Linked DNA regions of Ovis aries: region 2 is linked to region 1. A link is a contact called in public Hi-C data. All regions are on one chromosome and are shown on one strand. Each heading gives the region's core, a stretch centred on a gene start, on an enhancer-like site or on the middle of the called end of the contact. The rest is flanking DNA. Distances are from core to core; before and after follow the strand shown.

Evidence for each region. Hi-C and Micro-C count contacts between places; a contact is called where the count stands out from the background.
Region 2: a contact with region 1 is called in a Hi-C map of hypothalamus, with 2.7 times the contacts expected there. The contact joins the enhancer-like site here to the promoter of SNAI1 in region 1. A contact is called at or near these places in 14 of 16 Hi-C or Micro-C datasets (blood, hypothalamus, liver and 6 more).

The regions. Positions count from the first base shown.
Region 1 is chr13:78,050,940-78,053,733 of ARS-UI_Ramb_v3.0, forward strand. It overlaps SNAI1 (snail family transcriptional repressor 1), which reads left to right and starts at 1,471. Exons shown (of 3, transcript XM_004014881.4): 1 at 1,471-1,647; 2 at 2,344-2,794. The coding sequence starts at 1,566.
Region 2 is chr13:78,110,806-78,113,920 of ARS-UI_Ramb_v3.0, forward strand. LOC121816248 (a long non-coding RNA gene) reads left to right here. Exons shown (of 6, transcript XR_009595982.1): 2 at 1-3,115. Among named protein-coding and RNA genes, the nearest start is that of UBE2V1, 48 kb to the right of the region's middle. Within about 2 kb of position 1,631, at least 9 of the 54 cell types and tissues checked have an H3K27ac peak or open chromatin away from gene starts, as enhancers often do. A contact at or near this core is called in hypothalamus, where this site is marked.

The sequences.
Region 1 (2,794 bases), core at 221-2,720:
ATTCTTTGTAGTGACTGTGTGTGGCCTGTCTCCCCCGCCTCCCCCTCTCCCCAGCTAGAACAGGGAAAGGTTGATTGTTTTGTTCACAGCATCTAAGGATCCAGACAATTGTCCCTGCTCTCATGCAGGGTGGTGAGTGGAGGGACTTAACAGGTTTCCACAGGTGGAAACAAGTTGAAGAGACCTTCGGATTTAGGCCTGTGCCCCATCCCCAGTCCAGGACAGGAGTGGCTCTCACAGTCAGTGGGCTCAGAGGAGAGCTGGGGGTGAAGTCAGTCCCTCCCCTGGGCCCAGCCCACAGCTGAATCAGTCAGTGAACCCCTGGTGGAGCCTAGCCTTAGGTCCTTTAGACACAGTTTCAATGACCCCAGACGAGTGAGGCAACTACCTGAGCTCCGCCCTTCCCCACTTCTTTCTCCCACCTGCCCAGAGTAATCTTTCTCAACCAAACTCCAAACAGGTCCCTCCTCGGCTCTCCAGGGCCCCTGGAGCAAAGTCCAGACTCCTCCAGGCCCTGACCCTGCCGCCCTGCCCACCCCACCCCCATCCTGAGAGAGGCTCTCAATGACTCTGAGATGGTTACTGCCTCTAACCTCAGGCCTTTCCCCTCGGCATTTTCTTCACTTCCTCTGGGAAGTTGCCCCGACCCTTGGTCAAGTGACCCGCCTCTTGACTGTCACAGTGCCCTGTGGTCCCCACCCCACCCCCCCCCAACCCATCGAAATGCACTTCCCTCTGCATTGGAATTGCCTGTTGACTTCGCCTGTCTCCCCCACGTGACTGGGAGAGCGGCCCTTCAGCAGAGACCCCGAGTGTTTTGTTCAGGGTTGTATCCCCCCCAGCGCCGGGAGTGGTGCCTGGTTCGTTAGTGGGCACACAGTCAGTATGTGCGTTTTTCTAGCTGATGCCCGTTTGCTTTGCAAAAAAAAAAAAAAAAAGGGCCGTGGCATGGCACACTGTCAGCAGCCACGTGGAGGGATCCATTGCTTCTCTCCGCCCCCGAACTGTGTGCTGCCCCTGGTCAATCCCACGCTCTCTGCGGGGCACTCTACGGGCGAAGGCACCCCCCGCCCCGTGAGGTGGCGGTCTCCGAAAGTCAGGTGCCCAGAGCCGTGGCGCGTGGCGCCAGGGGGCGCCAGAGGCGGGAGAGCCTGCCGCGCCGAGCCGGCCCGGGCGCCCGAGTCCTGAAGAGGGGTCCCGCCTCGTCCAGGGGTTCCCAGCGCCCCGCCCCCGGCAGCCCGCCGCCAGGCGCCCATGCACGCGCCCGAGGCCCGGCGTCCGCGCGGCCCCGCCCGGCTTCCAGCGCCACGCGGCGCGAGCCCCGCCAGCCCCCAGCGCACCTGCTCGGGGCGGGGCCGCTGGCGAAGGCGCGTCTCGATTGGCGCGGAGGTGACAAAGGGGCGTGACTGGGACGGGCCACGCCCACCCGCGACTGGCGTACTTAAGGGAATCGGCGGCCCGTCTCCACTCACAGCGCAGCTGCACGGCGTCGTGGGTGGAGAGCTTTGCGATCCCGGCGCGACCGGGGAGACCCCCCCCCCCCACCACCCGCTGCTTCGGCCACCATGCCGCGCTCTTTCCTCGTCAGGAAGTCTGCGGGCTCCCGCCGGAGACCCAATTACAGTGAGCTGCACGACTCTTCTCCAGGTGAGGGGACCGGACCCCTGGGGAGTTCGGGGGAGGCAAGCGAAGGCTGCATGGGGAGAGCATTGGAGGAGCAGGGGGCTTGGGGACGAAGTCGAGGGGCGAGAGTCGAGTCAAAGAATAGAGCCTGGGTGCGGATAAGCTCGGGTCAGGTGGGTCCGGGAGATGTGGAGAGGGTTTTTGGAGGGCGGTGGTCTTGGGCTGAGGAAACGGAAACTTAGCAGCCGCAGAGAAGAGGGGCGCCCCTCCCAAAAGTGAGAAGAGGAGCCTTCTATCTGGACAGACGCCGGGCCGAGGGCTCCGAAAGAGTCCAGGGGATTTGGGGGAGGGTGTGGGAGAAGAAATGTGTATGGAAGGGGGCCTGGGACAGGGGTGTGGTGCCTTGGCAGCTGAGGAGACGAGGGGCCAGGATGCTGGGGTCTGGCCTCAAGCTGGGTACTTGGGTACCTCAGGAGGATGGAGATGTGGAAATGACCCCCTTGAGTCGGAGCTAGGGAAGGGGGATTCTTCCCGGAAGAGGGAGAACCAGGTGACCTGGGTGAAGAGGGGCTCAGACTGCCGGTCCTAGTAGTGAATCTGGTATTCATCTGATAAGCCCTGAGTGCTAGCCCCGTTCAGCTCCTGGCCCACATCAGGCTGATGTCTGCTGGCTGACTGAGCTCACGCCTGACCTTGCCCTCTTCTCTGTCCCCTGCTCAGAGCTCACTTTCCAGCAGCCCTACGACCAGGCCCACCTGCTGGCAGCCATCCCGCCGCCCGAGGTCCTCAATCCCACCGCCTCCTTGCCGACACTCATCTGGGACTCTCTCTTGGCGCCCCAAGCCCAGCCCATCAGCTGGGCTTCTCTCCTGCCCCAGGAGATCCCCAAGGCTGGCGAGCTGACCTCCCTGTCCGACGAGGACAGCGGGAAAGGCTCCCAGCCCCCCAGCCCACCCTCGCCGGCTCCTTCGTCCTTCTCGTCCACTTCAGCCTCCTCCTTGGAGGCTGAGGGCTATGCTGCCTTCCCAGGCTTGGGCCAGCTGCCCAAGCAGCTGACCGGGCTCTCCGTGGCCAAGGACCCCCAGTCTCGCAAAGCCTTCAACTGCAAATACTGCAACAAGGAGTACGTCAGCCTGGGTGCCCTCAAGATGCACATCCGGAGCCACACGCT
Region 2 (3,115 bases), core at 381-2,880, 60 kb after region 1:
TAAAGACCCAAGTGAGGAAACGGGGAAGAAGAGAGGGAAGGGGGAGGCATTCTGGCCCCCTGGGTTCAAATTCTGACTCTGACTTTTAGTCCCCGAAGGAACCAATTATTTCTGCTTTCCGAGCCTCAGTTTTTTCATCTGTGAAATGGGGATGGCCAGGGTGCTGACCTTGGCAATTGCTGGAACGGGGACGTGGCTCTTGGGGGCCGCGGGGCAGTATGAGCCGTGTACGTTGCAGGCACTCCGTTCTGTCTCTCTCTCGCCCTGAGCCTCCTTCCAGTCCTGCTTCTCCCCCACCACACCCCCGCCAGAGAGCACGGGGGCCTCCTCCAGGAAGCCACCCTGACTTCGACTCAGACCTCTCGCTTTGTGTTGGGTGCTGTGCCCTTCCTGTGGCCCTCCCCAGCTCCGTGGCATGCCTGGCACCTGTGCTATTTGCCCTCCTGGCAGGTGAGGAAATCGAGGGTCAGGAGGTACCTGTGCTGTTTCCCCGGCCCTTGCCCCTTCAGGTGGAGAGACGGGGGCACAGTGAGGGGCTCACCGCCAGGAAAAGGCAGAACTGGGTGTTCTGGAGGCTTCGCCGGGCCCAAAGTCAGGAAGCCTGGCCGCATCCTGCCACCTGTTGGCACAGGAGCCGAGGACCCAGGCCTGCAGGCCCCAGGAGGGTCCTGGGTCATGCTCCCCAAAGAAAGGGGTATGTGGGGAGCCCTGGCCTGATGGTCTACCCCACTGCCGCCTGGAGCCCAGGCTGGCCCCAGTGTCCCTCGGGGGGCTGGGCAAGAGCCTTGCCTGCTGAGCAGGGACACAGCTCCTAGTGGGCCGAGCCCCCACAGTTTTCCCAGTCTTGATCCTGGTATCCATCAGAGAACACCCCGAGTATAACTTTGAATTAGTGACAGAGGAGGCAAAAGATCTATCACATAGAAGCCAGGCCAGGCACAATTCTCCGCAGTTAACTTAGGGTAACTTCTTTTTTCATTTAATTTTTTGCCTGTACCACACAGCATGTGGGATCTTAGTTCCCCGCCCAGGGGGAACTGCAATGGAAGCATAGAAGCCTAAGTCCTGGGCTGCCGGGAATCGCCCAGGGTAACTTCTTTAACAATCTGGGGGAGGCACTCTTATAATTTCCGTTTTACAGAGAAGGCTCAGAGAGGTGGAGTACCTTGCCCAAGCGCACACAGCTAGACCTGGGCTTCGCACCCTGGTCTTTTAGGGCCAACACACACGCTCTCTACCACCGTTGCCCCTCCCAGGGCAGCAGGGAGCCCAAAATGAGCTCAGTGGGCACCAGGCACATAGTAGGTACTTTCCCCCGCCCCGCCCCCCCCCCACCCCCCCCATCACCTGATGCCTGGATTCACATTTCGGCCCAGCCTGGAGGTCAGCAGCCTGTTCTGCCTCGTGCTGGAGGAATGTTCGCGGTGGCCGCGGCCCGGGTCCGAGAAGAAAGGCGGCCTTGTGGGCGAAAGGTGAGCTGCTGGGTGGGCGCGGGGCTGTTTACCCAGAGCTGGGCGTGTGGCTCGGGGTGGCGCCGCTGTCAGCCGCGCCGGCTGCCCCGGGCCTGTGCTGGCCTCCAGATGTGAGCTGGCTCCAGCCGGCCGGGGCCCCCCCACCCCGTGCACAGAGGGGCTTTATCAAAAGCGGCTGTGAGGAGGCCCGGGAGGCCGCCTGGCTCCAGCCTGCTGGCTCCACGCCCCAGGCCTGCAGAAGCCGGGCGAGTGGGCTGGGGCCGCGGTGCCCAGGGCTGCCTCTGCCCTCCTGCCAGCTCCTCTGCTGTGTGCGGGGCCTCCGGGGGCCCAGACGGAGAGTTACAGCCCCCTTGTTCCAGGAAACTGAAGCTCCGGGAGCAGTCTGGAGGGGTGACAATGCAAGAAGATGTCTTTTAATTTTCTGCATCCCTAGGGCGAGAGGTAACCGACAGAAAACAAAGCACAAAACTCAGTTCAAGTCAAAGGGTGCTAAGGGAGTAGCGAATGAAGACGCTCGTGGGAAGGATAAATTGCAGGTTCAGGATGGCGGTTCCTGTGAGCCAGGAAGAACACTCTGTCACTGGGTGCCAGTTCTCTCCATATTTTCTTTCTTGGGTTGGGTGGTAGGGATGCTATTCTTTATATTTTCTTTGTTGGCCTGAACTGTTTTGTATTCATAAATAATAATAACTGAAGGGGAAAAAAAAGGAAAAGAAAAAGCCAAGTCTTCTTCCTGTTTCTGACCCTCAGCCTGTCACTGTTAAGAGTGTCTTCTGGTACTTTCCAGGGATTGTCTGGGAATCCACAAACAAATCCACATCTCTCTTCTTTCCTATTTTGTTTTTGTTTTACAAATAGTATCAAGGGCTTCCCAGGTGGCTCAGTGGTAAAGAATCTGCCTGCTGCTGCAGGAGACATAAGAGATCTCTGGGTCAGGGAGATCCCCTGGAGGACCACCTGGCAACCCATTCCAATATTCTTGCCTGGAAAATTCCATAGATGGAGGAGCCTGGTAGGCTACAGTCCATGGGGTTGCAAAGAGTCAGACACGACTAGGCATACACTCATGACATACGCTGCAGCACTGAGCTGTTTTCACTTAACGATACTATTCTGGGAACCTCCCTGTGGCCTTGTTCTTTTTTACAGCTGTGTAGTATTCCCCCCAAGGCAATGGCACCCCACTCCAGTGCTCTTGTCTGGAAAATCCCATGGATGGAGGAGCATGGTAAGCTGCAGTCCATGGGGTCGCTAAGAGTCAGACACGACTGAGCGACTTCATTTTCACTTTTCATTTTCATGCATTGGAGAAGGAAATGGCAACCCACTCCAGTGTCATTGCTTGGAGAATCCCAGGGATGGGGGAGCCTGGTGGCCTGCAGTCTATGGGGTCACACACAGTCGGACACGACTGAAGTGACTTGGCAGCAGCAGCAGCAGCAGTATTCCCCCCCAGGGAAGGCACTTTGGCTTACTCTCCAAGAGGTAGACCCCAACTCCATACATGTCTTCTGGGACTTAGGCAAGTCTTTTCTTTCGTTTTTTTTCAGGCAAGTATTTTCTAGATGATGAGCTCTTAGAAGAATCCTAGAGGAGTCCTATTTTCTCTTCTGAGAGTCATGCTCATCTGCCCTCCCTGAAGA